3 separate regions of the Hordeum vulgare genome follow, and regions 1 and 3 are each linked to region 2. A link is a contact called in public Hi-C data. All regions are on one chromosome and are shown on one strand. The core of a region is the stretch at or near the end of the contact, and the rest is flanking DNA. Distances in the headings are between cores, read along the strand shown.

The links. A called contact is a pair of places that touch in the nucleus more often than the background predicts.
Region 1: a Hi-C map of seedling shows a contact between it and region 2, with 7 times the contacts expected there. The contact joins two enhancer-like sites. A contact is called at or near these places in 4 of 6 Hi-C or Micro-C datasets (leaf and seedling).
Region 3: a contact with region 2 is called in a Hi-C map of leaf, with 2.5 times the contacts expected there. The contact joins two enhancer-like sites. A contact is called at or near these places in 2 of 6 Hi-C or Micro-C datasets (leaf and seedling).

What each region holds. Positions count from the first base shown.
Region 1 is chr1H:336,235,435-336,238,624 of MorexV3_pseudomolecules_assembly, reverse strand. No RefSeq gene overlaps it. Among protein-coding and RNA genes, the nearest start is that of LOC123410504, 5.0 kb to the left of the region's middle. Within about 2 kb of position 1,309, at least 3 of the 3 cell types and tissues checked have open chromatin away from gene starts, as enhancers often do. A contact at or near this core is called in leaf and seedling, where this site is marked.
Region 2 is chr1H:335,778,337-335,781,407 of MorexV3_pseudomolecules_assembly, reverse strand. It overlaps LOC123434655 (pyridoxal reductase, chloroplastic), which reads right to left. Exons shown (of 8, transcript XM_045115525.1): 8 at 1,389-1,918. The coding sequence ends at 1,733. It also overlaps the pseudogene LOC123399041. Among protein-coding and RNA genes, the nearest start is that of LOC123434655, 12 kb to the right of the region's middle. Within about 2 kb of position 1,472, at least 3 of the 3 cell types and tissues checked have open chromatin away from gene starts, as enhancers often do. A contact at or near this core is called in leaf and seedling, where this site is marked.
Region 3 is chr1H:336,124,919-336,128,334 of MorexV3_pseudomolecules_assembly, reverse strand. No RefSeq gene overlaps it. Among protein-coding and RNA genes, the nearest start is that of LOC123410504, 120 kb to the left of the region's middle. Within about 2 kb of position 1,519, at least 1 of the 3 cell types and tissues checked has open chromatin away from gene starts, as enhancers often do. A contact at or near this core is called in leaf, where this site is marked.

The DNA.
Region 1 (3,190 bases), core at 60-2,559, 460 kb before region 2:
TTCTCGTATTCAAAAACTGCATGATTTTTCAAAAAAATGTTCTTCTTTTCACATTTTAATAAAAAATGTTCCCATTTTACGAAAATTGTTTCTTTTTTTTGAAATTTGGTTCACGAATTGAAAACCTATTCAAATTGTGTTGGCTAATTCTAAAATTACTCATGGTTTTCAAATGTTCGAGAAGTTTAAACAATTTTCTTCATTTTCTAAAAACCATTTGCCGTTTCAATAAATGTATTTAAGTTGAAAAAATGTTCCTTTTTAAAAAGTGTACATCAGTTCAAAAAATGTCCCGTTTCAAAAATTGTTCATAAATTTCAAAAAATGTTCCTTCTTACAAAAACAATGTTCTGTGTTTGTAAATTGCTCCTGTTTTCAAATTTGTTTATAGATTAAGAATTTTTTTAGGTTTCCAAAAAAATTGTGTACTTCAAAATTGTTCGCCTTCCCAATTCTATCACGTTTTTTAATTGTTCTCCGTTTCAAAATTTGTTCTCAAAAATTAAAAAAATGTTCGTTCTTTAAAAAATTGTTCACTCCTTCAAATTTGTTTCCGTTTTTCAAAATTGTTTTCCTTTCCAAAAAAAATCTCTCAAGATTCAAGAAATGTTCGTGTATTTAAAAAATTGTTCGCGTTTCCAAATTTTTTCTATTTTTTAAAAATTGTTCTTCGTTTCAAAATTTGTTCTCAAAATGCAAAACGTGTTTGTGCCTCCAAAATTTGTTCGCGCTTTCAAATTTGTTTGGGGGTTTTCAAATTTTTTGTCCGTTTCAAATTTTTTGGTCTCAAGATTCAAAAAATTGTTCGCGCTCTCAAATTTGTTATATTTTTTCAAATTGTACTCAGTTTCAAAATTTGTTCTCAAAATTCCAAAAATCTTAGTGCTTTAAAAAAAATCCGCGCTTTCAAATTTATTTGGGGTTTTGTTCACTTTTTTTCTATTGTTCTAGATTTTAGTTTTTTTCTCAAAATTCAAAAACGTTCTTGCTTAAAAATCTGTTCGCCCTTTAAAATTTGTTCAAAGTTTTTTCAAAATTATTCTCCTTTTTAAAATTGTGATCTCGAGATTTTAAAAATGTGCGTTCTTTAAAATATTGTTCTAGCTTCCAAATTTGTTCACCATTTTTGAAAAGAAAAGAAAAGAAAAGGAAAAATAAAGGAAAAACGAAACAAAAAAGAAAATAAAGAGAGAAAGAAAAAGGTAACCGAAAAAAAGGAAAAAAATGGGCCGGCCCAATCAGGGCGTCCCCTGTGCGGCGCAGGGCTGCCTGCGATAGTGAGCGGCAGGTAGGAACTCCCCTTCCTAATCGGCGCTGTAAGCGCCGGCCAACGATCCTGGGGCTTGCAGGCGGTGCAAAGCGGGCCAGGCCAATTAACTTGCGGGAAAAAACAAATGCGAAGAAAAACTGGTTGATAATTTGAGCAAAGTGGGAATAGATCTGTGCTCTCCTAAGTCGAATGCATTCAGCCTTCCCAATAGACTAGGCTGAGTTTGTTGTCGACAATTAGCAAATAGAACTATTTGATCCTTCTAGTACAAGCGTTAACACATAGTAAGTTTTGTTAACATTGATTAATATAAAAAACAAATAAATCATGAATAATGAAAACATTTAAGAATTAAAAACTGTTCAAGGATTTCGAACAAGAAATCACAATTTTTTGAAAAAGTTCACCAAAATTGAAAAAACATTCATCAAATTTGAATTTTTTTTACTAAATTTGAGAAAAGTAACCGAATCTGAAAAAAAGTTCATCAAATTTAAATACAGTTCATCGAATCTGAAAAATGTTCATCAAATTTGGAAAAGTTCATTGAATCTGAAACTAGTTCATTGAATCTGAAAAAAAGTTCATCAAATTTTAAAAAAGTTCATTGAATCTGGAAAAATCATCGAATTTGAATAAAGCTCAACAGACTTGAACAAAGTTCATTAATCATTTAAAAAAGTTCATCGAATTGGAAAAAAAGTTCAAAAAGCTGAAAGAAAGTTCATCGATTTGAAAAAAGAGTTCATCAATTTTGAAAAATATAGTCATTTTCTAACAAAAGTTCATGGAGTTTGAGAATAGCTCATCATTTTCCTAAAAAACTCGAATTTGATTTCAAAAAGATAAAACAAAAACTCAAATAAAAGCTGGTTTTGGGAAGCTTCCACGGGATCCCCAATGAAGTGTGAAATATAAAAGGGAAAAACGCTAAGAGGGACCAAGTCATTCGTTGGACTAGTGGTTACGCTTCTTTTCCTCAAAGGAGCTGGTCACGGGTTGGAATTCCGACAGCGTCATCTTTGTTGAACGTTTTGAACGAAAACGACAAGAAGAAAAACACAAATGGGCCGAGCCCAGCAGACGCGCGTGCAGGCGCCGTTTTGCAGAAAGCGAAGAAACCGGCGCCTGTAGCACCAAATAGGATATGCCCAAACCATCGCCGAATCTCCTATTTGCTGCATTTTACGGCAAGTAGTGGAGGTTGTGCGTTAGATGCATCGATCGTTCTAACTGGGCTAGCCCATTACTGGTTTTAGAAACCTTCTAGAGTTTCTTACCTGGATATTTTCTAGTTTTGAAAAACTTGTATAAGGAACCCTCAATCGATTTTTCATTTTTTTTATTTTTTTTCGTTTTTTTATTTTTCTTTTCTGTTTTTATTTTTCTAGTTATTTTTCAAAAACTTTTTTGGATTTCCAAAAAATGTTTTAGATTTACGACAAATGTTTTTGTTTTTTCCAAAACGTCTTAAATTACAAATAGTTGCTGTTTTCCAAAGAATCATAACTTCAAAAAAATTCCAGGATTTTAAAAAATGTATGGTTCTTCTAGAAAATGTTTGCTATTCCCAAAAAGTATTTGGTTTTTTCAAAAAATGTTTAAAATATCAATTGTTTTCCAAATTTTGAACTAGTTCATGTTCTCAAATTGTTTCTAAATTTCCCAAAAATTCTTTCTTTTGAAAAATGTTCCAATTTTTAAATGGTCATTTTTCAAACTTTGTTCTTAACTTCAAAAACTGTTCTTTATTTTCAGAAAATATTTTAGTTTTTCAAAAATTGATCTTCAAAATAAAAATTTCTTTGCTTTTTTGTTTTAGATTTACGACAAATGTTTTTGTTTTTTCAAAAACGTCTTAAATTACAAATAGTTGCTGTTTTTCCAAAGATTCATAACTTCAAAAAAAATCCAGTATTT
Region 2 (3,071 bases), core at 223-2,722:
TGGCTGTGGTGCATTTCTGGTAAGAGGAGAATCCTAGCTTGCAAAGAGCATCCGTCTTGCACTGGAAGTATGGGTCATGAGCAACCACTCCCTCTCGGATACGATTGAACATATGCCTTGCCATACGAAAACGGCGGCGGAATTTATCCGGCTTGAAGAGCGGTGTGTTCGCAAAGTAATCGGCATAGAGCAGGGCCTGACCCCTCTCCCTGTTGCGGTTCAGGTTCGGAGCACGTCCAGGGAGTGACCCCTTGTACTGAGGAAGCTTCCGTTGAATGTGGTCGTGAACCATCACTGCAGCCACCACAATATCTTCATCATCGGACGACGAATCGTCCGATGAATAAATGAAGTGGTGGAAGAAAAACTCATCACCACTGTCCATACCTTTGCGGGCAAAGTGTCGAACACCTTGCGCTCGAGGTGGCAAAGAGGCCGCGATGATTACCTCGATGCAGGGGTGGTTGGTGGCCGGCTATTGGCTGCTCTGGAGCACTCGTCGGAAGCTGTCGTGGCCGCCGTGGTACGTCGCCTGCGGTCGCATCCACTCTGCCGCCGGCTACGACGGCGACGGCCAAACCTCCTCCGATCGACGCCCAAACTACGGCGAAAGCGCGGGCGTGGTGGCGGCCATGTCGAGACGGGGTTTGCTATGGACGGCCGGGGGATGAGGTGGCCGGGGAATAGCGGCGGCGCCGTCGGCGGGGCGGGAGAGGGGGTGGAGGCGTTGGAATTTCTGGGAGTACTTGTGTCCCCGACACGCGGACCACGGGCGGACAAGGGCGTGCGGCGAGCGCGTCCGCGCGATGTCCATTTCCTCCAAACTAGGCGCAAGTTTGGACCGAGGATGGGTCGAAAACGGGCAAAATCCAAACATTTGTCCATTTGGGTCCGCAGGTTGATCCGCGGTATTTGTTCGTTCTATTCCAAAAGGACGCACGCGAATAAAATGAGGTCGCGCGGTGAAGTTGGGGTGATGACGCACCATCGGAATCAGCGGGTGCATGTGTAGACGCCAAGTACAAGACGCACATGGACAGTAGCCGTCCGACTCGTGCACCACCGAAATCCATGGAAGTTCCTTGTTTAATCACAGAGAGGAAATCAAATTTGTGTGCACCTGATTGATTTCTCCTCTGCAGATGCATGCATGCTGCGTTTCCTTGGACGGAATGGTTCGTCGCTTCCGCCGGTGGTTTGTGGGCTGCGCGCGGCCGGCATCACGGCAGTGTTCGGCGTGGCCTTTTTCCACGCGCTAGTGCCGGAGGTTTCCTGTCGGTGCTATTTCCGCCTCGCGCCGATGCAGTCCTGTGTCGGAAATGCTTAGTTGCTCTCTATGAAGAAACTATCATGCTGATAACGTGTTGAAGATCGAAAGAGAGTCGAGAGACAACAAAATGAATCAACTCTATTATTAATGATTGAGTACAAGTATATGTAGCCCTTGAGGATGCGTCCAACAGACACGATGGTCCGAAAAGACACGAGCGAACAGTCGCGTTCCTTGTGCATGACGGTTAGGGATAGTGAAGATTCTTCTTAATTAACACGTGGGTTAATTAAATCTCAACAGGCAATCAGCATACAGCTCTAGACATCTAGTCAGGATTTATACAATGGTATAACTCTGAAGTTCTGAACCGAACTCTGAACTAGGCACAGAAGAGAAAGCAACCTGCTCTGCTCTTATTTCAGGTTGCTGTCATGTTTAATACGGAGTACTACAGTTTGCTCATGTGGTCTGAAATATGTTCTGAACCATTTTCTTGGGGCACTCCATCGCCGCGGCTTCCAGCTCTGAGATCTCACCAGGGCTCAGCCTCCAGCCAAGCGCACCCAAGTTGTCCTCCACGTGTCTAACTGTTTTCACGCCGGGAATCGGAATTGCGCCTTTGCAAATGCACCAGTTTATAGCCACCTGCATTCAGTTCAGGGTCAAACTTATACGATGTCGCGTTGTTTGAGAAATTCAGATTCGTGTGGCCATATTTTTATTATTTACTTCTTCCGTCTCATAATATAAAAACGTTTTTGATATTAATGTAATGTTAAAAATGTTTTCATATTGTAAAACGGAGTGAGTACTTTTTTGCGCTGGGTAAGGGATTTATAATTAGCCTGGACTGGAGAGGTCCATATCACAGTCTTACATAGACTTCAGGGCCATATATTTTTAACGATGAGGACAAATTACATTGACTTCATATCGACCCACGTGCTTCAATCTTTTCTTAAAGACCCTACATAAGATGGTTCTGTATTTGTCGGTAACATGTCATCGGCGCGCTAATTGGCACTAAACGCCTTACCATGATGCCCCTTCAAACATAACATTGAGATAGCGTGCTATTTAAAAATATGGACGCGACTACTGTCCTATGAGTCAGAGGTTAAGCAACAGATTCAAACGATCGTAACCTACCTTACTATTCAACACGCTCGATTTTAGTTTTCTTTCCAACGCCCTGATGCACTCTTTTCGTTTGTGAAAAAGTGGATCAGCTAATTACTCTCAATTGATCTTAAATCCGCATGCATGTACACAAAAACCAAAGTGTCATCAAAGTTTCCAATAAAAATCAAACTTTAAAACGTTTTGTAGCATAAACCGTTGCTCCGATTCAAAATACATTTTCACATAATTTTTTTGTCTCAACGAGACATCCCATATTTATATGTTCCGACAACTTTTTTTCTGATCAGAAGTTACCATATCTGTGATACCTAAGTTATCACATCTATGCTACATAAATTATTATCATATTTGAACCAAGTTACCGAGACATGAAAAAGTGTTCCTTCAGCCTTTTCTCATATGCACATGCATGAATGCATAAGAGGACAAAGCTAACCTCATCCTATATTTTTCCTCAAACCATCGCTCCAATTAAAATTCTGATTTCATAAAAACAATCATCATGACGAAACCATGGAAACAAGAACTCTTGCTCGCATGTTACGACGATTTTTCTTCAGGTCAAAAGTTAGCACACCTGAGCTAGAATATATAATGTATCATTCCTACGGTTCGTATATTACCTTCTTATTTACACATAATTTTTTTGGGGTAT
Region 3 (3,416 bases), core at 270-2,769, 350 kb before region 2:
AACCTCGATTGTAAGATTATTGTAGTTGAAATAAATATACGTCTAATGGTTCTCATAGGGGCGAATTTCGTGCTAAAAACACTTTCCCTTCCCGTTACGAGTTGACATCGAGCAACACAGGGGGAGGGAGGGGGATATCCCGTTACGAGTTGACATCGGTGAGACTAACTCTCCTCTAGCTCGATCATGGAGGCTTAGGTTAGCAGATTCATGGTGTTGATGGAAAGCGGAACGACATGGTGGCGATTGTGGGCACCGGAGTCATGGTGTGGAGGGCTCTCGACACTATTATGATCCCGTGGCTAGAGCAACGTCCAAGTCAGGGCTCGACCTAGATTTGATTGTTGGCGATGAGCTATGTCGATGGGGCTCGGGGCATGCCTATCACAACTGAATCCGATGGAGGCTTATGGTAGGGGCGTATTGGGTCTCGTGCAAGTGTCCTACCCATCTTCGCGGGCACCAGGTTGCAAGTGGTTTCGTCTTGAAGGCCACACTCGACGGGTGGCAGGCTTCGCGTTTGGTACGCTCGTGGCGGATGAGGTTGGTACTGTTGAGATGGCTTGATGGCTCGATTTAGAACAACTCCATCGGGGCGAACCGTTTGAGATCGCGCGTACAAAAATGATGATCCAACACGTCTATCTATTTTCAAAACGCGTTCGCGCCGACCCATTTCTAACCAAAATTTGAGTTTGAAATGCGTCGGTGCGGACGCAAAGTGGACGCGCACACGCCCTCTGGGTGTCCGCCCCAACCACCGTGTGCAACATAATTTACGATGAACGCCCTCCTCGGACCCACGCGTCAGCGTCCACGGTCGGCCTTTTTTAATCCGAGTGTGCGGAGGGGGTTCGGCCTCATCTTCTTCCAAACCCCCGTCCCCATCTCGCCACCCCGTGTTTCCTCGTCGGCGACCCTAGCCAGTAGCCATGGCCAACAACGGCAACATCCCCGTCGTCTATGCCCGCGTGCTGCTCCTGGAGGAGGTCGCCTACCTTCATCCTAAGCAGGCCATGGAGGAGGCGCCCGCCCTTGCTTCGCCCGGCTCCGTCAAAAACAACGGCAACACCCGTGTCGTCTATGCCCGCGCGCTGCTCCTTGAGGAGGTCGCCTACCTCCATTCTAAGAGGACGATGCGCCTAGGGCACGAGCGCGCCCGTGCTGCACCACCGCCTCCACCAGCACTGCATGCGCCAGCGTAGCCCGACCTCACCACCGCCGACGATGTCGACCTTCGTGGCCGGCTTTTGATGTTGGTTTAATGCTTGCATATTATTTTTGGGAATGATTTACTTTATTTATTTTTGACGCACTGGTAAAAAATGGGTCGGGCCAATGTTGAACGCATGAGCTGACCAAATGCAGAAACGGATGTTGATGCACATTAAACCTATTCAAACGGACGAAAAACGAACAAAATCATTGTACGTTTGAGTCGGCCTATTGGTGTTGCTCTTAGGACTACGAGGGATGCCAATGTTTGAAAGGGAGAGGACGGATTTAATCGGGTGGTCCCAGCATTTCGCTTTGATGGTGATGTCCGGGAGGTGGCTGCGCCAGAGGCTAGTCTTCGGTGTGGAGCCTTCCTGCGTGGAGCTTGGCGCTTGGCCGCCTGCGAGTCAGGATTGCCCTTCTTCGTTCATGTTGAGATGCACACCTGCAAGATGGGTGAGAGGTGATGCTTCCGCTCTAGTGGGCGGTGCCCGTGCATTATGACATCACCTCATCAGTGAGGATTAGTTCGAGGTGTTGGGACGACGACTCTGGGTGGCAGGTTGCCTGTTCGACTCCATGACGAGTCTCGTGGTGGTGGCAGTAGCTACGTCCACGAGTTATGGGGGCGAGAAGGGGGGTGACCGCGGGTGGTTTTTTGGCGGACAACTATGGTGGTGCCCAGATAGAATTGTGGAGACTTTCACATTCACGTGATGGCCCACGCACCTCGTTTATTGGAATGCGCATGGTTATAATATATAATTCTATTTTTGTGTCCATAATTAAGTAATATTTTTGTAATAGAATTGCATTGCTTATTTAACGAGAGATTTGGAGGAAAATTAATTGCACTAGTCGTCAACCCGTGCATGCGCACGGATTATTGATATATTATTGTACTTGTACTATTAGACACTATACATGAAATATATTCACAAATATGGGTAAACATTTACATATTATAGCTTGCTTGACATGTGATCATATTAGGCAAGGTACATATGTACAAAGCGCAATGCTTCATCGTTTATATAACAAACAAAGTGAAATTTCAATAGATATAGCATGAACCAGTGGAAGATTCCGTATGAACCCAAATTTTTCCTTTGTGCAATTCTTTATATATGTATTAAACCACTATGCATATCGGCATGTAAACACATATGTGTTTTAGTTTATGTTGACTAAGCTATGCAGAACACTAAATTTTCGTGAAAACTCGCGTACAACTTCAAGAACATGCAACGGTTTTAATCATGACAATTAATATAAAGTCTAAGCTTTGGTTGGGTATGGACCATCTTACAAATATGTGTCCTGCATGTAAAAATTAACTTTTCCCCAAAGTTTGGCCAAATCGTGTAGTGATATGTTACTTGTTGTTGGAATTCATAGACACCAATTTAAGAAATATGATTGTCATTTTGGTCTACAACTCTATGTATTGCAGCTAGACGTGCACACACCATCAAAATATAGATGACATTTTAGAAAGGGCGACCTTAGATAGTGGACATGTAATTAGTAACACTTTTACGTTGATTGCCTAGGTAGAAATTATTTAATAGAGCTAGGACATAAAAATATTCATAATATAACAATTTCATAGTTAGATGTTTGCACTTTCATATAATAAGTGCTGATCAATTAATGTATCCCAGAACATACAATGATAGAACATCATCTATTCTTGGGATGCAAAGATCAAGTGTGATTTCCAAATATTACAAATTTGTCTTACTTTCAACTTTGTGGTATGGTAATCACGTAGCTCCTCTTTTTGCTGTTGAGTCGAATGAACTATTATATGTTCATATTTCCCATTTTATAGTATAAATTGTTATCTACTCTTGATTGTGATTGGGCATATTGAGCAGGGTCAACGTCATGAGAAGGACTATTGAAAATGTGTCTCTATCCTAACTCCAGCATGACATGTCGAATTTGCACCTGTTACATGTATAGAGGCATAAAAATTAGAACAATTGGCATATATAAATCCATTTATGCAGTACACACAACAGATCCGATAATTTCACTATGAAGATCACGAGTTGAGAAATTGTCTCAACATGCTTTTATCATGGTACATACCATTTGATTACATATGTGTGGACATGTTACTTGTGCCAGTTGGCACCTACTGCTATGAAATAGAGAGTGCCAGTGGTATTGTTTTCCCGCCTTCGCCACCGATG